4 separate regions of the Sus scrofa genome follow, and regions 2, 3 and 4 are each linked to region 1. A link is a contact called in public Hi-C, HiChIP or PLAC-seq and promoter capture Hi-C data. All regions are on one chromosome and are shown on one strand. The core of a region is the stretch at or near the end of the contact, and the rest is flanking DNA. Distances in the headings are between cores, read along the strand shown.

The links. Promoter capture Hi-C pulls out the DNA fragments that hold promoters and counts their contacts. Hi-C and Micro-C count contacts between places; a contact is called where the count stands out from the background. HiChIP or PLAC-seq counts read pairs in DNA pulled down with a chosen protein or histone mark.
Region 2: a contact with region 1 is called in a Hi-C map of skeletal muscle, with 3 times the contacts expected there. The contact joins the promoter of SMIM4 here to the promoter of GLYCTK in region 1. A contact is called at or near these places in 1 of 5 promoter capture datasets (liver), 2 of 47 Hi-C or Micro-C datasets (liver and skeletal muscle) and 1 of 2 datasets of contacts at active chromatin or transcription factors (alveolar macrophages).
Region 3: a contact with region 1 is called in an H3K27ac HiChIP or PLAC-seq map of alveolar macrophages. The contact joins the enhancer-like site here to the promoter of GLYCTK in region 1. A contact is called at or near these places in 1 of 5 promoter capture datasets (liver), 5 of 47 Hi-C or Micro-C datasets (blood, fetal skeletal muscle, liver and 1 more) and 2 of 2 datasets of contacts at active chromatin or transcription factors (alveolar macrophages and skeletal muscle).
Region 4: a promoter capture Hi-C map of fetal liver shows a contact between it and region 1, with 2.7 times the contacts expected there. The contact joins the promoter of SEMA3G here to the promoter of GLYCTK in region 1. A contact is called at or near these places in 3 of 5 promoter capture datasets (fetal liver, fetal skeletal muscle and liver), 18 of 47 Hi-C or Micro-C datasets (alveolar macrophages, blood, brain and 12 more) and 2 of 2 datasets of contacts at active chromatin or transcription factors (alveolar macrophages and skeletal muscle).

The regions. Positions count from the first base shown.
Region 1 is chr13:34,430,230-34,435,312 of Sscrofa11.1, forward strand. GLYCTK (glycerate kinase) reads left to right here and starts at 3,174. Exons shown (of 5, transcript XM_005669627.2): 1 at 3,174-3,356.
Region 2 is chr13:34,676,850-34,681,932 of Sscrofa11.1, forward strand. It overlaps SMIM4 (a long non-coding RNA gene), which reads left to right and starts at 2,774. Exons shown (of 3, transcript XR_002337556.1): 1 at 2,774-2,984; 2 at 3,474-5,083. NT5DC2 (5'-nucleotidase domain-containing protein 2) reads right to left here and starts at 2,681. Exons shown (of 14, transcript XM_021068900.1): 1 at 2,349-2,681. The coding sequence starts at 2,580.
Region 3 is chr13:34,603,938-34,609,020 of Sscrofa11.1, forward strand. It overlaps NISCH (nischarin), which reads left to right. Exons shown (of 21, transcript XM_001925354.5): 4 at 3,769-3,817; 5 at 4,820-4,983. Among named protein-coding and RNA genes, the nearest start is that of NISCH, 11 kb to the left of the region's middle. Within about 2 kb of position 2,569, at least 3 of the 83 cell types and tissues checked have an H3K27ac peak or open chromatin away from gene starts, as enhancers often do. A contact at or near this core is called in alveolar macrophages, where this site is marked.
Region 4 is chr13:34,583,575-34,588,657 of Sscrofa11.1, forward strand. It overlaps SEMA3G (semaphorin-3G), which reads right to left and starts at 2,112. Exons shown (of 16, transcript XM_001928251.4): 1 at 1,913-2,112; 2 at 47-207. The coding sequence starts at 2,021.

The DNA of each region.
Region 1 (5,083 bases), core at 1,924-4,423:
TCCCAGGTAGGGGTCAAGTCAGAGTTGCAGCTCCTGGCCTATACCACAGCCACAGCAATGCAGGGTTGGAGCAGTGTCTGTGACCTATGCCACAGCTCAGGGCAATTTGTGATCCTTAACCCACTGGGCAAGGCCAAGGATCACATCTGCATCCTCATGGATGCTAGTCGAGTTCTTAACCTGCTGGGCCACAATAGGAACTCCTGAGATGAACTTTTTTCTCTTGTTAATCTGTCATTTGTCAGTTTAATTTGTAGAGCCTCAGTCAATGAACCTCAGAGAATAGAGGAAAAAATTTTTTCTTCCCTTACACCATCTTTGCCCACCTAACCAATTATTTTCTTGGACTGAAGTTGCTTGTCACATTTCTTTTCTTTCTTTCTTTTTTTTTTTTTGTCTTTTTAGGGCCACACCCACGGCATATGGAGGTTCCCAGACTAGAGGTCAAATTGGAGCCAAAGCTGCCAGCTTATGCCTCAGCCATAGCAATGCCAGATCCAAGCCACATCCTTGACCTATGGCCGAAGCTTGCAGCAACGGTGGATTCTTTATCCCACTGAGCAAGGCCAGAGACTGAACCCACATCCTCATGGATACTAGTCTTGTTCTTTATTTTATTTTATTTTTTTGTCTTTTTGCTATTTCTTGGGCCACTCCCATGGCATATGGAGGTTCCCAGGCTAGGGGTTGAATCCGAGCTGTAGCCACCGGCCCACGACAGAGCCACAGCAACGTGGGATCCGAGCTGCGTCTGCAACCTACACCACAGCTCACAGCAACGCCGGATTGTTAACCCACTGAGCAAGGGCAGGGACCGAACCCGCAACCTCATGGTTCCTAGTCGGATTCGTTAACCACTGCGCCACAACGGGAACTCCATAGTCTTGTTCTTAACTTGAGGAGCCACAATGGGAACACAGCTTGTCACATTTTGACATTACTATTTATTGCCAAAGTGCACCTACTATCAAGGTATGTTTAAGCATTCTGATGAGCCTGTTTTCTTGGGCCCAAATTCCACTTCCTCATGAAGTTTTCTACTTCCACTCACCATCATCTCTTTCCCTTTTGTGAAATCCCTTCCACCTAGGATCTGCAGCACTTTGTAGCTGAGCATTTCTCTCTCGTTAACTCATTAAAAAGAGAAAAAATCCCAGCTTGTATTTGTGTCTGGTCCTATGCAAGGCAGTGGAAACGCAAATATTAGTCAGACCAAGTTACCACCTTCTAGGAGCTCACAGTCCAGTGTGAATCTAAACTGAAGGACATAAGCTTGGGCCTTGTTGACATTCCACAGCACCGGTGTCATGTAAGCAGCTGGGCACCTTAGCCTCTGGCAGCTGCCCCCTTCCTTAGAGAACAAGGTTAGCTGATAAGGAGAACTGCATTTGCTACATGGTTACTCATCTAACCACCTCTTTGACTCCAGCATAAGCTGCCTGCTTGAAGTCAGGAAATAGAGCCCTTACCCTAAATCGTTACTATTTAACCTAAACACTATTACTAGTTAAGGTTTAAAATAACTTAACCCACTGCTTTGCTTCTGCACCCCTGCTTAGGCATGCGTACCTCCTCCCAACCTGGGTGTAAGTTTGCTTTTATAAACGCGGTCCGTTTCTTTGTTCGTGGCTTCACACTGTTTTAGGCACTCTTTTAGGCAGTGTGTGGCCCTGGCCAGTAATAAAGACTCCTAATTTGGCTTTTTTTCTCTGTTGGAATGGTCTCTGTTCTTTTACTGTATAACAAAACCTTATCTTTAAATGCATCTTGTGAGTAGCTGTAGGGTGGGATGGGGATTAAAAAAATGGATATAGGAGTTCCCTTTGTGCTGCAGTGGTTGATGAATCCGACTAGCAACCATGAGGTTGCGGGTTTGATCCCTGGCCTTGCTCAGTGGTTTGAGGATCCGGCGTTGCTGTGAGCTGTGGTGTAGGTCACAGACGAGGCTTGGATCCCCATTGTTGCTGTGGCTCTTGCATAGGCTGGTGGCTACAGCTCCAATTCGACCCCTAGCCTGGGAGCCTCCATGTGCCACGGGAGCGGCCCAAGAAATGGCAAAAAGACTAAAAAGAAAAAGATAATATATCTCCTGCTAACAGTCTGATATAACAGCGCTGGCACAGTAAATGGTGTCTGTTTATGAGAGTCTGGGACTAAATAATGAGAGGATGCTCAAATTTACACCCCCTCTTCTGGCCCCCAGCACTGTCGGAATGTAATTACAAAAGCAGAAATTTCTCAACTAAGAGTACCACTTCTTACTCATCCCAGCAGCTAGACAGAGCGTTTGGTCCACCTAGAAGGCACTCAGGAAACGTCTCTTGAGTGTTGGAGGAATGAATAAAAGCATTTCTCCCGAAGAAAACATTAGTAACAACAATGTACCCTTCTGCACCTTTTTTTTTTTTTTTTTTTTTTTAAGGTCCACACCGGGGCATATGGAGGTTCCCAGGCTAGGGGTTGAATTGGAGCTGTAGCGGTGGGCCTATGCCACAGCCACAGCAAAGCGGGATCTTTAACCCACGGAGTGAGGCCGGGGATGGAACCTGCGTCCTCGTTGATACTAGTCCGTTAGCTATAGCTGAGCCACTAGGGGAACTCCAGGAATTGTCTTTTTGTATAAGGGAAGGTAACAAGCCAGGCTCAGGGTGAGAGCGGGGACTCCGTGGGAGGCCTAAGATCTTTCGTGTTTACACACTGCCTGTGTGTTCGAGAACCACGAAGCAGAACTCTCTTGCTGAGTTGGAGCTGTGATTTGGTCGCCCAAGGGAGAAAGGGTAACCGGAGAATTGTGGAATAACAGCGGTGAGGGGAAAGGATGACTTAATATGGCGCCAGAGTGGATGGGTTGTGTAGAGTGATTTTTCCTCCCGCTTGATTAGTCCAGTGCCTGGCACCTAACAGTAGGTCGGAATGATTTGAGACTGATGGGATAATACAGAATAAAGGAGGGGGACGGATTACAGCAGTCGGTGAAGCGGGGATTATTATTCCACTGTGGAGATGAAGACACTGAACCCTGAAAGTGCCTTCAGCCGGGGATGTAGTCGGTCAATGATGAGCCAAAACCCCGATCCAAGATGCCAGTCCGGATCCTCCAGCAGCTCTCCCTAGAAGTCCCAGCCCCGCCCCACGCACTAAAAGTTCCGGATTCCGCCCCGCCCCCTTGGGGGACTTCCGGTCACGAAAGGTGGGATCCGCGGCCTGGAGCTGTGGGGCAGTAAAGTCCGCACCGCCAGGGCCACCGGGTACCTTGGGCTTGGTGACGGCGGTTGCTGCCCTTTATTTCTCGGGTCACTACTGGACGTTACGCGGCAGCCATTTCCTTCGTGTTGGCCTGAGGCCTCGGCCCCAGGGTAACGTCATTTCCGGGGCTGGGCGGACAGGCGAAGGAGGAAAGGGCTCCAGCCCCGCTTGGTGGGGGGAGGACTCGAGGCGGGTCTGCTCAGTATTTCCGGGTTTTGCGCAGGATCGCTGGGGGTTTTAGGAGAGGCGTTGTCACGAGTTGAGTTGCTGGGTTTTGCAAATAAAAAGGCAGGGCGTGTAATTAAATTCGAATTTCAGGTGAACAACAGATAAGTTTTTAAGGGTTCCTTTGTGGCTCAGCGGGTTAAGGATCTGGGCGTTGCCCCTTGCAGCGGCTCTAGTCGCTGCTGTGGCGTGGGTTCCACCCTTGGCCCGGGAATTTTCACATGCTCCTGTTGCGGCCAAAAAAAAAAAAAAAGGAGTTCCGGTGGTGGCTAAGCTAGTATCCCTGAGGACGCAGGTTGGATCCCTGGCCTCACTCAGTGGATTAAGGATCCCGAGTTGCTGGGAGCTGTGGCAAAGATTGCAGACGCAGCTCGGAGAATTTGGCATTGCTGTGACAATTGGTGTAGGGTGGCAGTTACAGCTCCGATTGGATCTCTCGCCTGGGAACTTCAGTACGCGGTGGGTGGGGCCCTAAAAAGACAAATAATAATAATAAAATTTTTTTAGTATAGGTATGTCCCCAACATGGTATGGAGGTTCTTACATTTAACAAACTACTTGTTTATCTGAAATTCAAATTTAACTGAGTGACTTGTACTTTATCTGGCTACCTTAGTCTTGGGCGCCCCCTGCCCTGGGCTGGGATCCTCTAGGCCCCTATCCATCAGAGAAACTGGTACAAAGTTCACCCAGGCTGAAAAATCAACTATTGCTACATGCCAAAGGGCTTTTACCTCTAATTCTAATGGCCCAGCCCCAGAGGTCCTAGGCCACAGCTGAGCCCATTTTGGATCCCTTTGTGTTGCCTTTCACAGCTGATCTGGGGCATGCTTGGTTCTCTTCCGGGAAAGCTGAGTTTCATGTAGACTAAATGGCTGAAGGCTAGAAGTTGCCAGGTTTTTTTGCTTTTTGTTTTTTCCTTCCTCCCTCCCCTCCCTCCTTCCCTGGCCATAGATTGAATATGCTGCAGCTGTGGCGATGCAGGATCCTTTACTGCACCAGGCCAGGATCGAACCTGCCTGTATGAGCAACCAGAGCTGCTGCAGTCAGATTCAGCAGGTTAAGGATCCAGGCGTTGCCACTTGCAGGGGCTCTAGTTGTGGCTGTGGCGTGGATTCCATCTCTGGCCCAGGAATTTCCTCATGCTGTAGTCGTGGCAAAAAAAAAAAAAAAAAAAAAAAAAAAAAAGGAGTGCTCATGGTGGCTCGGTGTTAACAAACCCCTGCTGTAACCATGAGGATGCAGGGCTTCAGGGCAGGAACTTCTGACAGGTTGTTTTTTATTTTTTGTTTTTGTCTTTTTAGGGCTGCACCTGAAGTTCAGGTTCCCAGGCTAGGGGTCAAATCAGAGCTGTAGCTGTCTGCCACAGCCACAGCAATGCCACATCCAAGCTGTGTCTGTGACTTACACCACAGTTCACAGCAACGCCGGATCCTTAACCCACTGAGCAAGGCCACGGATCGAACCTGTGTCTGCATGGATGCTAGTGTCAGATTCGTTTCTCCTGAGCCATGATGGGAACTCCTGCCGGGTGTTTTGAGTGTGGGATAAGATGATGTTTGGGTTCCATTGTTAACAGTGGACAGCTTCAGAGAGTCCAGAGATGTGCAGG
Region 2 (5,083 bases), core at 1,524-4,023, 250 kb after region 1:
TCGTTTTTGCTGTGCCAAAATGGAACTCCTGGGTTTGATCCCTGGCATGGGAACTTCTAATGCCATACACGTGGCCAAAAAAACAAAACAAAACAAAACAAAAAGCCTACAACTAACAAATGCTGGATAGGATATGGAAAAAAGGGAACCTTTCTGCACTGTAAGGTGATACAATCACTATGGAAAACAAAAAATATAATTACCATATGACCCAGCAATCCCACTCCTGGTCATATATCTGGTCAAAATTGTAATTCAAAAAGATACATGCACGCCTATGTTCACAGCAACACTATCCACAATAGCCAGGATATGGAAACAAACTAAACGTGCATCAACAGATGAATGGATTAAGATGTGGTACACACACAATGGAATACTATTCAGCCATAAAAAAGCACAAAATAATGCATTTACAGCAACACGGATGCAACTAGAGACTCTCATACTAAGTCAGAAAGAGAAAGACAAATACCATATGATATCACTTATATGTGGAACCTAAAATATGGCACAAATGAACATGACTATAAAAGAGACAGATTAACAAACAGAGAAGAGACCTGTGGTTGCCAAAGATGGGGGAGGAAGTGGGGTGGACTGGGAGTTTGTGGTTAGTTGATGCAAACTATTACATTTAGAATGGATAAACAAGGTCCTACTATATAGCACAGGGAACTATGTCTAATCTCCTGGGACAGACCTTAATGGAAAAATCATATACATATATATATTAAAAGAATAAAAAGTTCCTGTGGTGGCTCATCAATTACGAACCCGACTAGTATCAATGAGAACATTGTGGGTTTGATCCCTGATCTTGCTCAGTGGGTTAAGGATATGACGTTGCTGTGGCTGTGGTGTAAGCCAGCAGTTGTAGCTCTGACTTGACCCCTAAGCCTGGGAACTTTCATATGACACAAGAGCAGCCCTAAAAAAAAAAAAAAGAAAAGAATGAGTCACTTTGCTGTACAGCAGAAATTACAATGACACAACATTGTAAATAAACTATAATTGCAAAAAAATTTAAAAAAGAGGAACCTGGGGGGCAGGGGTTGTCTCTGTGAAGACCTGAAGATCCAGGTGGGGTCTGAATGACAAACCCCACTAGACTTCCCTCCCAATGCCTACAAGGCAGGCTTCTCAAGCTGCTCTACAGAGGGTCTTCCCCAGGCCCAGCGACATCTCCTTAATTAGTACCACAGGTGTGCCCTGTCCACTGGAGGAGTGGGGGTCCTAATAAAGGCTCAAAGGCTTCAAAATCACCATTTTTCAGGGGCTTTATTCCGCCTTCAGCTTCTCAAGAGGGGAGTCATGCCCACCCACCGCTCCCAGGTCTCCCCACAGCTGGAGCAAAATCTATCCTTCAGGCAGTTGGAATCTTCCAGATACCACTACTCTGTCTCATTAGCCAATGAAAGCCACGTCACCCCTGAGGGGCTCCTCTGGAAGTTCCCCTCTTCCTTCTTGGTCTGACTCTTTCCAAGTCATCACCACAGCTCTGTAACATGGGCCCTAGGACACTGAGGGTATGACGCTGAGGGTATGAGAGAAACGAGGCTTGCAGAGCGCCACCCAGCTGGTCAGTGATAGGACCAAGACCCGAGGACATCTGTCTGCTGCAGACAGGGCCCCCGAGTCCAGGGCAAATATTCAGCCCTTTCAGCCCTCTGGCCTCACCAGGGTGCCCTGGGGCCTCATCTGCCTGGTTCGCTGAGGGAGAGAGGACAGAGGAGTAAGCGCCCTGGTCAAGGAAGCAGCAACCTCTCTGTATTCCAGGGGACTGGGGCGACTTGATGTCTTTCTCCAAACAACACCTTCCCTTCCTGGGCTAAGACCGCTGGATTCCAGAGGGTCCGAAGAGCCTAGTCGCCACCCTTAGGTCTGGAGTTGCCAGGAGCCCGCTCTGGCCAGCGCCGCCGGTCGGCTGGCTGGCTTTGTCTGCGGTACTCCCGCCCCAACTAAGGGCCCCGAAGAGAACAAGAGGTTGGGGGCGTTTCCGCAGCCGTCTCCCAGCAGGCGGGACCCTGAGGAAAAACCACGGGGCCTCGCCTTCCGGCGGCTGCTAGGAGAACCCCGAGCTCCTGCCGACCCGGCGTCGTGAGGAACCTCGCGCCCGCCCGCTTCAAGTCGTCGGGGCGTCCCCGGAGGCCCCCAGGACCACCCGCCGCGGTTCCTCCAGAAGAGCTGCCTGGCCTTGAAGCTCCGTGGCCCTGGCGAGCCCTACCAGGGCGCTTCACCCGAGGAGCGGCGCCCAGGCGCTCGATCTGTTTGTCCGTCCTCCCGGCGCGCGATGTGCCGTCCCTCGGGCTACACCCCCGAAGCTCGTCCCGCTTCGGCTCACTCACCGTGCACCAGTCTTCGCATGTCCTGGTATCGAGCCCACAGGTGCGCACTAGGTTCGGCAGCGCCCGCGGGCGCCGGGGAGGGCGTGGAGCGCGGGACGCCCGGGCAGTGGACGCCGGGACCCGGGGGGCCGCAGCCAGGGCAGGAGGGCGAGGACGAGGCGGCTCGCGGCCCGCCGTGGTCTCGGCGCGGCAGGTAGCGCCGAGCAGCCGCCCGCAAGCCCGCACCCGCCATGCCCGCTGCGCGCCGCCCGCACAGCCCTCGGCGCTCCGTCCAGTCCACCGCCGTCTGACTGCGCGCCCGCCACGGTGGCCGCGTGCTTCTCACAGCAGCGGGCCAATGGGCGCGGCGCCCAGAGCCCGGCGGCCAATGGGTGCGCCCCTCGGCCCAGGGGGCGGGAGGTCCTGGGCAGGGCGGGGCGGGCTCCCCCGCCCCCTCCCCCAGTCCCCGGCGCGGCGGAGGAGGACTCAGAGGCCCCCCCGCCCCCCGCTTCGGTATCTACTACAGCGATGGCAGCTTCTTCTGCTCTCCCGGGAGGCCCCGCGAGTCTCCGGACGACCTGGGCTCAGAGAGGAGAATGCCGGAGAGCGGCGAGTCCACCCTGGTCCCTGGTCTTCTTTTTCCTCCTCGGCTCCCAGGTCCCTCTGCCCCTTCCCCCACCTCCTGTCCTCCTGACCTTAGATTTCCCCCCCTCCCCCCAGTCCTGCAGTAGAGGTCCTGTTCCCAGCCTCCTGCCAATGACTGACTCTGCCCGCGGACCAGAGGCCGGTCCGTTTCACTCATTTATCTAGTGGATAAAGAGCCCCTCTCGCGCGCTTCCCAGTACCAGCCCCACGCTGGGTGAGACCTTGGGACCCATAGTGCAGCCAACATCCGCTAAAGCAGCTCCATCTCTCTCCCTCCTGTGCGTTACACAGATGACCCCTTTTAACTAGGAGCAGAGACCGTTGGCCAGGGGTCACTGCCCTGCCTGGTTCCTACATCAGCAAGTCGCCCCACCAACCTGCTCCACTCTTTGGTTCCCCGAGCAGGACACTTCTTGCTCTTCTAGCAATATTACCAGACTTCCCAATCAAATTCCTCTTTGCTGCTGGGAACCACTCTCCACCTGCGTTTCTTCCACTCAGATCAATTTTCTCAGTCCGCATATCCCAGCCTATGCCCTGGTTCCTGAGAAGACCGACCCTGCGCCAGTGGGCCTAGTCCGTGGAGAGCTGGCCTGATGGACACTCTTGTTTCCCTGGGGGTGCTTGCGGTGGCCTCGCGGAATCTAAGGGTGTGTGTGCATTCGAAAATTCACTGCACCTAGGCTGAAGACCTAGTGTGCCAGACCCTGGGCCAAGTGCAAGTGCAGGATGAAGGCTGTGGGTGGGGCCTGTGGGTGGGTGGCAGAGCCCCCCACACCTAAGGCCCTGGTGAGGAATTGGCCATATGTAAGCCTTCTCTAGGTGGGAGATGAGTGCTCTGCGATGTCTAGCCCCCAGAGCCACCAAGAGAAACGAGTGATAAGAGAAGGAGTGTGTGCATGTGGTTGGGTGAGGTTGGCCCCAGAAGAAGGCATGTTATCTAGGCAGGAGCTTGGGCCTGAGGGCTGAGCAGAAGACCCTAGACTTTCCAGGGGCCCTGCTTGTGCAGTCTCTTTAGCCTGTTTTTGTATATTTTGTGGCCACATCACCAAACTCTCTTATTGGTTCTAAGTTTTCATTTGACTTTCTTGGATTGTCTAATAATTGTCTCCCTTCTCAAAGATACGCCCCAGTTTTTTTAGCTTTAGGTAATGAGGTGACAGCCCCTTACATCTTCAGCAAGCATAGAGAGAGTGAAGGCTCTGGTGTCAGGGCTCTATTTCTATCTGGCTTGAGCTCTTAGTTCCCTGTCTAAAAAGGGAGATGAAGAGGAGTTCCTGCTGTAGCACAACAGGATCTATGTCTTGGGAGCACTGGGATGAAGGTTTAATCCATGGCCAGCACAGCGTGTTAAGGATCCGGTGTTGCTGCAACCGCAGCTTAGGTTGCAACTGCGGCTGGGATCTGGTCCCTGGCTGCAGGGTGGGGGAAGAGAAGAAAAAAAGAATCGTCAGCAGCTCTGGTGGCTGGGGAGGTTCAGGTTAGATCCCCTGCCTAGCCTGACACGATGTGTTAAAGGATCCCACAGTTGTCACAGCTGCAGCTGGAATTCAATCCCTGGCTGGGGAACTTCCATATGCTTTGGGGGCGGCCATGAAATTGGGGGGGGGGAGATGAAAATAGGGCAATTTTAGTAGAATATATGTAAAGATCTAGAACTCAAAATCATCATCTTGATGATCATATTATAGGTAAGGTAAATTGATAGACTCCAGGCATTGGGTTAAGTGCTTTATTTGTATTATCTCTCTAAATCCCCACAGGATCAGAGGAAGGTCTCTATTTTGTGGATAAGGGAAGTGAGGCACAGACCAGCTAAGGGAATATGTGTGGAGTAGGGATGTGGTTTGACAAAGCGGTGCTCTTTGACCATTCTGCTCGTGTGTGATTGTTGTGATAAAGAGATGATGCTTAAAAAACACCTACAAGTCCGGGTAAGTGCCCCATGCAGGATAGCTTTTATTAATTTTATGGTTGTTTGTCACAAGATGCTTACTTAGACTTTTATTGTGATGATGATAAAGTTCAACTTTCAACAATGCATTTCAAATTCCTTTTACTTTTAGAAGTCTAGGCACTAGTTACGATCCCGAAATAAATGCAAGGTACTG
Region 3 (5,083 bases), core at 1,319-3,818, 170 kb after region 1:
TGATCTGGAGGGTGATGACCCAGGCCTTTGAGGATTGTAGGAGTGAAGGTGAAGGGCCTAGAAGAGCAGCAGGCCCATGGTGGGGGCTCACCAGATCCCTAGCAGTATAGGCTGTCCTAGTGAGGAAAGGCACTCACTTCTTATCATCAGTGGCATTTATATCTTTTTCTTATTTTAAAGCTAGCTAGCTAGAACAAAGGCACTTTTTTTTTTTTTTTTTTGAAATTTGAAATCAGGAGATAGAACTGTTACCAAAGAATTGTTACCATCTTAAAGGCAGCCTTTGCATTTGTAGCCCTCATTTCTTTTTGTTGCAAAGTACAGATACTGTAAATGATAACAGGTATCATTGCAACTTATTTTCAGTCTTGGAGCTCTCTTCAGCCAAAGTTTAAGCTTGAATCTCTCAATGGGGAATTGTTATGCAAATTAGGCACCTAACTTTATTAGAATGCCTCATTACAGGCATGAAATAAAAGTCATAAAAGGACTCCCAACCCTTACCGTGTTTGTGTAAACCACACAGTGAAGTGTAATGGAGTACGTTGTTAATGTCCCACTGATACATACTCTGTGCTTGAGCAAGTGCCAAGCAGGAGTATCAGGCTAGCCTGGGGTTTTTCACTGAGCAGGCATCTGTGCTGCAAGGTGCACTTGGTTGTGACCTGTTCAGATCATTAGAACAGCCGTACTAGTCCATGGTGGGTTTGTGTGTGCAGCTCACATCGCTGCCCAAGGCTGCAAACCAACACATGATCCTGGCAGGTGACTGACTGGTCTGAGACATGTTAGGAGTAGGTGTTGAAGTTTTTAAACATAGCTAATTGTTTTTATTTAATTGAAAAGATTTCTGAAGTATGAAGAAATGGTTTTGGGTTTTTGTCGTTGTTTATTTGTTTTAATGCATTGCAGTTCAGATATCTGTGGCACCCTGAAGCACTTTAAGTCCCTTCAGCACGGATTGGGTGGAGTGTGTGTGTGGCATCACCCACAGGTAACCTCTGGGCAGAATCTGCAGGAGCTTAGACTGGGGCCTACTGAGCTCGTCTCCTCCTGATAGAGGGCTCAGGGAGGCCCGACTCTGCTTACCTTTGCACACAAGGCCACAGTTCAGCCAGAGCACCCAGAGGAGGCAAACAAAATGCTTCTCTAAAGGGACCATGGACCTCCATTTGGGGGCTGAGGCATTTCTTTGTTCAGTCTCCCAAGGTGAAGAAGATCAACCTGAGAAACTAAGTAGATACTGTTGCAGCAGGGCACACTTCCTGGGGCTCAAGAGGGGGGGGGAAGAAATTGTTACATTGTGTGTTTTTTAGATTTCTCAGGAAGTGAAAACCTGTGTTCTGCTTAGCATGAGCCCTTGGCTCTCACTATCTCTTAGCTTTCTGTCTTGGGGAAATCCCAGTTCTATCTCCTGAGCAGGGCTGGCATTGACGCCAGCTGCCTGAAGAAGTGTAACTCAGAGGGTGAGACTTGTTGAGTACTAAGGGTGGGCAGGGAGCCATTTGTCCATGTGAGACTTTCTAGGAGCCCCATTGTCACCAATGGGGTTGGAGAGGCTGAGGAGCTACCTTTGGGGACTTGAAGTGGGTGCAGATGGGTAGCTCCTGGGAGCCTCTCAGGAATCTGTATTTGTCAAGGCTCTCCGGGCGATTCAGCCTGCAGCCAAGATGGGGAAGTGCTGATTTGGAGACAGGGCTTGGTTCTCAAAAGTGTAGATAGAGAAATGAGACCATGGATCATTCCAAGGTCTCACTGATCTTCAATTCTTCAAAGCAGCCAAGGAAAATGTAATTGAGTTTAAGTTGCAGGAAACAAGTTGAATTTCCAGCGAACTCATGGCTTCTTCTGTCATTAGCTGGAGCCCTCTTCGGCGCAGAGCCTGCTTTGCCCCTCTGGTGGCCCTTTTACATTTGACCCTGCATCTTGCCAGACTGAAAGGCCTAAATCTCTTAATGCTGGAGCTGTGTTGGCTCATTTTTCTCCCTTTGGCTTTTTGTTCATTTGTGGGAAGAAGTGGGTGTTATTCTCATACTGTATATAAAATGAATTTCAAGCAGATGACAGAAATAAACACATTGGGGGGGGTCCATATAACTAAAAGAGGAAATTAGGGGGATGTTTCTATAATCTTGGGGGTAGAGATTGAGAAGTCGCAAAGGAAAAGAATCACAGATTAAACGGTGTAAACTTGACAAACCTCTCTGTCAGAATGCTGTGAACACAGGTAAAGGCATATGCAGATAGGGAGAAGATTATTTCCAGCATAAAAACAACCTTTAAAATATCTGGTGGTGCAGCAGTTAAAGGATCCAGCAGGTTCGAACCCTGGTCTGGGAACTTCCACATGTCATGGGTGCGGCCAAAAAATAGTATTCATTATGTAAAAAGGTGAGGAAGAGACAAACAGCAGAAAGAAAAACAGAAAAAGGACACCCTGTCTCTTGCAACGTGGTGCCTTTCAAGTCCTGTAAACATGTGGATTGAGTGGCCTGGTGGCAGAGAGATTCCTGAGGTAATTGTGCAGCCTCCATCTGGACTTGTTTACGAACGTCTTGTCATCTAGTTACAGTTCTTACCTGCAGGATGTGGTGTAAGAACCCCATGGTTACACCACTGAAATACTGAGGCGCATGTGTACAGAGAGGGGTTTCAAGGCCAAGTGCTTGGGAGTGTGGCTTTGCTAGTTTCTAGCCATGTAAAATTGAGGATTGTAGGACCTTTCCACTTCAGTTTGTGTGCATGAAACAAGATTCAAGATAATGTCTTGCTCACCTAGGGCGTTGAGAGGATTGAGTGAGCCCCTCTGTAGGGAGTACTCTGGCCGTTAGAGTGAAATAAGACTCCAGCACGTTAACTGTTCATGTGAATGAAGTCTTGTCCTTACTGTGCCCCCTTCATCCCATCACCCTCAAAGGAAATCCATCCTTGCCTCTTTCTGGTCACCCTCAGCCTAGTCATACTGTTGCAAGGCTTGGAAGCATGACCACAGGAAGAGAATGGCTGCTCACTCTTTCCTAAGACAGCTATGAAACAGGAATATTATGTCAGTCACTCAGGGAGGGTTAGCTCCGGGGCGGCCCTTTCCCCCACCAGGTTGATGGGAGCTTCTTTTCCAGAAGAAACAGGACTGCCTCTACCACAGCCTCCTCCTGGGCTTGGCAAGTGCTCATGGTGCTTGTTCTCTCTCTCTCTCTCTCTTTTTTTTTTTTTTTTTTTTGCCGTGCTGTGGCATGTAGAAGGGCCAGGGATCAAACCGGCACCACAGCAGTGCCCACCGATACACCACAAGGGAACTCCATGTTCCCTTCTCCTTTTTTTAGGGCTGCACCTTTGGCATATGGAGGTTCCCAGGCTAGGGGTTGTAGCCCCCAGGCACAGCCACAGCAACACCAGATCCAAGCCATGTCTGTGACCTACACCACAGCTCATGGCAACGCTGGATCCTTAACCCACTGAAAGAGGCCAGGGATCAAATCTACATGGATGCTACTCATACTCGTTTCCGCTGAGCCAGGCCGGGAGCTCCCACTTCTGCTTCTGAAGAGATATGTCAAATGTCCATGTAACTGGAAATACTGTTTCCCTCTCTGAGAATCTTGAATCATTGTAGATTTTATTCTCTCCATTTTGTTTCACTTTCTGGAGAGCTGGCATTGCAACAGCAGATGGGATAGATAGCAGGGAATGTACAAGTCTTGGTGACTAGGAGCAGGTGGACTTCCTGACTGTGGGTTTTGTTTTGTTTTGTTTTGTTTTCCTCTGCAGGAGATTAATGGCATCACTGCAGCACTGGCTGAGGAGCTTTTTGAAAAAGGTATATGGCCCAGGGACCTTGAAATACTGGGTGTAAGTTGCCTAGCTCTGTAGGTGACCAGAGGCTCAGAGTGGCACAGAACTCCATCAGGTGCTCTGTGCCAAGTAAGTTCTAGCCAGGGCCCACCTCCCTGGGACCCAAATCCTTTGACCTGATCTTCAGCCACACCTGACTACCTACCTGCTCTGCAGGTCTGAGGAGCTGGGTCCTTCGCCTTAGAACCCCCAGATTCCTGTTTCGGGGGCTGGCCCCAGACTCAGGATCTATTCCAGGGCCTTATGGTAGAGTTCTGGAAGGTAGTGCCATGCTGCCCTCTTGCTCCGGGTTTGTCCTTACCTGAAAGGGTTCAGATAGTGAACAGAAGCTGACTTTGGGTCACAACCCTTCCAGAGAGCACAGTAGCAGTAGCTAAGATGCAGTAAGTGCTTGGAAGCTAGCCTTGTGTTTGCATCTTACTGCTTCCCCCGAGGAGGTGCAGAAAAGGACCCTGAGGATGAGAGGCCCAGTTACTTACCAGAGGGTATATGGTTGGAAGGAGCAGAGTGAGGGCCAAATGCCAGTGTGTCTGGCTCAGAACCCCATCCTGCTCTCAGGCCCTGCACTATGCTGGCACCATAGGCTTCGCCTAACCTCAAGACATCCACATCTTGGAGGCTGCAGCCTTGCCCATTGTCCACAGGGCTGCCTGCATCAGCTTTCTCCTGGCCAAGTGCCTCAGATTGTAACTTGGCCTCACCTCAGAGAGGTTTCCCAGCTGTACATTCCCGAGGCCCTTCCCTCCTTTGTAATCACATGTTCTGGGTCTACTGTGGGCCCATCAGCTCAAGAGGGTGGCTGCTTATATACGTTCAGGGCTCCGGCTTCATCCTGATGTGGTACATACACATAATGGGCACTGGCTAAGTGCTTGTTCACTGTTTGCCCGGTGGACAGTTGCTCTGGCCACACATCAGGGATGGGGCCGGGGCCCAGTGCTCACCCCTTGGGGTGTGGCTGTTGCAGGAGAACAGCTCCTGGGGGCCGGCGAGGTCTTTGCCATCGGGCCCCTGCAGCTCTATGCGGTCACTGAGCAGCTGCAGCAGGGAAAGCCCACGTGCGCCAGTGGGGATGCCAAGACTGACCTGGGGCACATCCTGGACTTCACCTGTCGCCTTAAGTACCTTAAGGTAAAGCTGGGGCAGCTTGGTCTTGGAAGGTTGCTCAGTCATGGGCATGCAGTTCCTTGCCTGGCAGTGTGTGTGTGGAGACTGTATAGGTCCTGGGGGA
Region 4 (5,083 bases), core at 862-3,361, 150 kb after region 1:
AGAGTTGCCCAGCCCTTAGACCCACTTCCCCTTCAGCCCAGCTCACCTCCCGGGCATCTGGCCATGCCTGGTCCAGCCGCAGAGAGTAGATGGCATCTCGGCCGCCCAGAAACAGGCGGTCCCGGTACTCATCCAAGTACAGGGCCCGAAGGTCCAGGGAGCCCCGAGGACCCAGAAAGATGGCAGAGCGGTTGACAGAAAGGAGGTCTAGGAGGGGGTGAGGAGGGGATCAGGGCTTACTGCTCAGCCCATTCTCCAGCCAATGTGTGGAGGTGAAGGGTCCCAGCTGCGCAGTCACCCTCCACACACACTCACATCTGGAAAAAGTTTGCATCCACAGGACTGCTGGAGAGCTTCTGGGAAATGACTCCTGGGGGTGGGTGGGAGAGGGGGCCTCTGAGCCTCCCACCCAGCCCAGCCCACCCAGGGGCCTGCCCCCTCCCCCTCCACTCCTTGACCCTCTGGTCTTCAGTTAACGTCTCCTTCCTACTTGCCCATCTGTGCCCAACCCAGTCCCCAAGGAAGATGACTCCATGGGCGGCACTTATGGCAGCAAGCTGGATGAAGTGCTGGGAGAGCCTGGAGGAAGAGTGGGTGGTCTGAGCAGCGTGCGAGACTGACTCAGTGGGACAGGCAGACAGGCAGGGGAGAGCGTTCCCAGCAGGGAACATGTGGCTAAGGCCTGGGTGGATCTCTAAGCTCCAGGCCATGGAAGTGGATAAAGAGGGTTTTCTCCTCCATAGATGCTGCCCACCCAGCCCCTGGGGATTAGGGTGGCTGTCTGGAGATGATGATCCCAGGAGGTAGGGATCCTGAAATAGGTCCTTGGGGTCCAGCTAGGTAGTTGGGTGTACAAGGGCAGGCAGCAGGAGGTGGTGGGAAGGGGTGATGGCCAATCTGGGGAAGGTCATCCTTGTCCCAGCACCCACTCTATTCCCCAATTCATTAACAGCCTCTTCTAGGAAGACCTCCATGGCTGAAAGTACTTTGTAGGGGGATTGGCCCTATTTGGGCCTTTTCTTGTAGTCTGACTACCCCCACCCCCAGTCACAGGGTAGTCCACATCTCCCTTCCCCAAATCCCTTCGAACTCTCTGGAGCAGAGCCATGTCTCCCCACTCAAACCCTCCAGAGCAGGCCTGGGTCTCCCCACCTTAGACAAGGGTTCCCGGGGAAGGTGGTCACCCCTCTGGTTTCCCCAAGAAATATCTGTGGAGAGCTTGTGTCTCAGGGACCATTTCCACGGAATCAGAGAAGGCCTGTGCCAGCTGCAGCACAGCGGATCAGGTTAGATCTGCAGAGGAACCTCCTGGGCCAGGATGGGCAAAGAAGGTAGGCTTTGAAGAGCCTCTTGGATGGAGGGGAGGAGGAACGGCCAGCGTTGCAAAGTGGGCTGCTAGAGGCAGGAGGGGACTGAGGCTGTGGAGATAGGGTGAGAGACCCCACTGTAGGGCAGACAGAGGGACAGGATGCCTCTCTCTCTCCCACTGTCTGCCCTGGGCAAGAAGCACGGCTGCTTGCAAACAGAGCCTCCAGACCTGCCCCCTCTGCCCCCTCCCCATCTCTACTGAGGTCTCACTTCTTGTCTCAGTTGCCCCCTCAGGTTTTCCGCCTGGGCGTCTCTCTCCTGTCTTCACCCTGGCCCCTCTTCCAGGACCTGTCCCCTTTCCCCTGCCTTCCTCCCTGGCTCCTGCCTCTGGCGGCCAGCTGGGAGCACCACACCGCCCGTGGGGAATGATTAAAGTCCTTCCCAAGGGCTGTGCGGGGAGTGACCGTATCCCTTTGGCTGGCAGAACAGACTGCTTGGGGCTGCCGGGGGCCCCATGGCTGGAGTCTCCCAGGGTGCAGGTCCCCCCCCGCCCCCCCCCCCCGCAAGACGCGCGCGCACACACACAGGGTACACACTACCCTACCTCGGTAGGAGAGCCGCAGGCGGGGCACGCTGGGGCCAGGGCTGGGACTGCCTCCGTGGAGCAGGAGGCCCCCCAGGAGGCAGCAGATGGCCCAGGCTGAGGGGGCCATGCGGGGAACCAGGGGCACCACGCTACTTGGAGAGCTGCCCTCGGTCCTGCCGCTGGTTGTAGTTTGCTCTGTTGCCGCCAGGCCTGCCACTTATAAGGCGGCGGCTCCACCCAGTCCCAGGCAGGGAAGGCGGAGAGGAAGAGGGAGGGGGCAGGAGCCCCGCCGCTGTCCACCTGCAGCTTCTCTCCTCCTCGCCCTATGATGCCTGTGTCAGAATGGCTGGTTCCTCACTGGGGAGACTCTTTCCCAGCTGGGGTGTGGGTGGTTTATGCAGAAATGTCTACAAACGCAAGACCCCAAGCTCTTGCAAACTGTTGAGGGAGGAAATAGCCTGGAAGAAAGATTAGAGATCAGAGGTTGATGGGCTGGATGGGGCTCTAGCTGGGCTCTCCTTTGCTCCTTGCCCCTCCAGTACTCATGATAGAGCCCCCCCGCAAACTGATTCTGGGCCTAGGTCCCAAGGGTCCAGCCCTCTGAAGTCTTGGCCTGGCTTCGCAACTCCCCTGGTAGGGCCCAAGTTGCCTTGGGGAAGTCATTCCAGCCCAAGGGGCTCTGCATTTTGGATGGGGGCTTGAGGCCTGGCCACACTTCACAGATGTGAAATTGGCAAGAGATGAATGCTCAGACTTCTCTACCAGACCTGTTCCTTTCTGGCCTCCAGGCTGGGGCAGGGGACAGGTTTTACCCCATACAAGGGAGGCCCCCATTGCCCTGCTTCCCTCAGCCCTCCAGTCCTCCCGGAGCCTCAGGGCCCAGGGTGTCACCAGGTAAGAGGTGGGTTCTTCCCAGAATCCCCTTCTGCCCATAGACCCTACCCCTATGATTCCTCCAGAGTGATGGTGGAGGGAAGGTGCTCATACCCCTACTCCCTCTGCTCTGAGCTCTGAACAAAGGAACAGGAGAGTCATAGAAGGGGGACAAGGGGGGATGAGGCTAAAGGGCTGAATAAAGGCAAGTGAGGAGACCGCTCCCCCACCCCACCAAAACTGGCCCTATTTCCACCCTCCACAGGTGCCACTCTACCCCATTCCAGACTCCTACATGCAGGCCCCAGTAGCCCTGGGTGCTAAGATTTCAACCTTGAGATATTGAAATCGGTGTTCCCAGGATTCTGGAAACTCCTGCAAGTTAGGCCTCCCAGATGGGCCAGGCTGAGCCCTCAAATGATAATAATGATTAGGAAATGGGGCAGCAGAGAGTGAAGGATGTGGACCAGGCCACATAGCAGCCTGAGAACAGGTCCTGCTCAGTCCTGCCCCATTCTGGGTCTCTCTTTTGCTTCTTAGGCTCCGGAGGGTCCTGGGACCCCCACCTCCCTTCCTATCTCATTCCTAAAAGGGAAGTGGATCAGCCCTTTGAGTTAACATGAGGAAGACCCAGGGATTTGAACCCTGTCTCCTGGTCCCCATCTCTCCTCAACACATACATGCCTCCTGACCTGGGATTGGGCATGTATCCCCAAAGAACCTTGGCCAAGGCCCTTCCCTCTCTGGGTCTCAGTCTCCTTGCCCAGTCAGGGACCAGCCACCTTGGTTATAAAAGGCTCTATAAACTTTAGAGGGGTGCTTGTGCAGGGGCTGCCGTGATAGTGATCACATCCTGGGCCTTCTGCATCCATCTCCCTGGAGAGATGTTTCAGCCTATAGACTGGGCTGGGAGCCAATATCTGGCTAGAGATTCAGCTGGACAGCCTCTCAACCAGCATGTGGCCAGCAGCTGTGGGCGGTAGACCCAACAACTTCTCAGAACTTCCAAATCACCCTGGGGATCTAAGCTCAGCCAGGCCTCCAGCTAGGGCTGCAGGGGAGGCTCAGGTCTCCTGGAGCAGCATGTGGGTATAGCCTACTCCACGCTGCAAAAAGCAGCTTGTGCCAGAGGTTAGGACCCCCAATTCTAAACTTGTCATGCAGCCTTGGGCAGATACTCTTCCTTTCTGGGCCTCTTTCCCAGTCTGGACAGGGGTAGGGATTGTCCTTTGGTAAAGATCTCTGCTTGGGGCTATTGGTGGGGAAAAGACTCCCAAGGGTCCCTCTGATTGCTGGGATCAGTGGGCCCAGCCACAGACATCTTGTGCCATCTAATGGACAAAGTGGGAATTGCAGGAGGTCCCAAAACTGCGTGCTTTGTCAGGCCCTTGTGATAGGTACAGGTACACAGCACAGACTCTTGGGATAGCAGGCAGTAACAAGGCAACCCCTAATATGAAGAGGCAGGTGCAGTGGGAGATACTCCAGTGGTTGCTTCTTATGGAGGAAGATAAGGCGGGCTTCATGAAAGAAATACTATCTAGGCAAAGGATGACACAGCCCAGAAGAAGTGGAGAGGACTGAACATAGCAAAACAGAATTGGGTGATGTGTGCAGGAGAATGCAGTACCATGTGCTAGTTGGAGCTTGTCAGCCCTTGGTGGTGTACATGGTGATGTGTATTGTCATGTACCAGGTGCCCCAGGTAGGCATGTGAAAGGGTCCAGCCCAGAACTCTGGGGTCAGCATCACTGGAAGGAATAGATGTCCTTAGTCCCTCCCCCACCAACCTCATTCTGGAACAGAGATATTGGGAAAGTGTCAAAGGGCTTCCTACTTGTGGACCCCTATCTTTAAGGTACCAGCCAGCCACCCTCCTTGCACCCTCTTTGTAGCTGGCCCAGTTATCCTCCGTTTTGTTTGCAGAGGGCCTAACTCTTGGGGGCTTTTTCTTCTTCCCCAATCCCATCAGGATCTCACATCCCCTGGGTGCCCTCGGCTTCTGAGGCCCTTATCCTCCTTTTCCCACCTCAGCCACTCATTCTCCATGTCACCACCAACGATGACATGACCTTCAGCATCCCATTCAGAACATCCCTCCTCTGATCCCACCTCCTGTGCTCAGTGTCCCCGCTGCTGCAATTCTCCCCTCCCTTTTGAGCCAACCCTTTCTCCCTGCCCAGCTTGGGTCCAGTCCCAGAGCTATGACCACGCCCCAGACACACTCCCAGAGACCCCAGCCACTCACCCTCTGCAGCTTTGCCCCTGCATCTCGCTTCACCCCTTGCTCAGTTTCACTAGGTTGCTCCTATCATC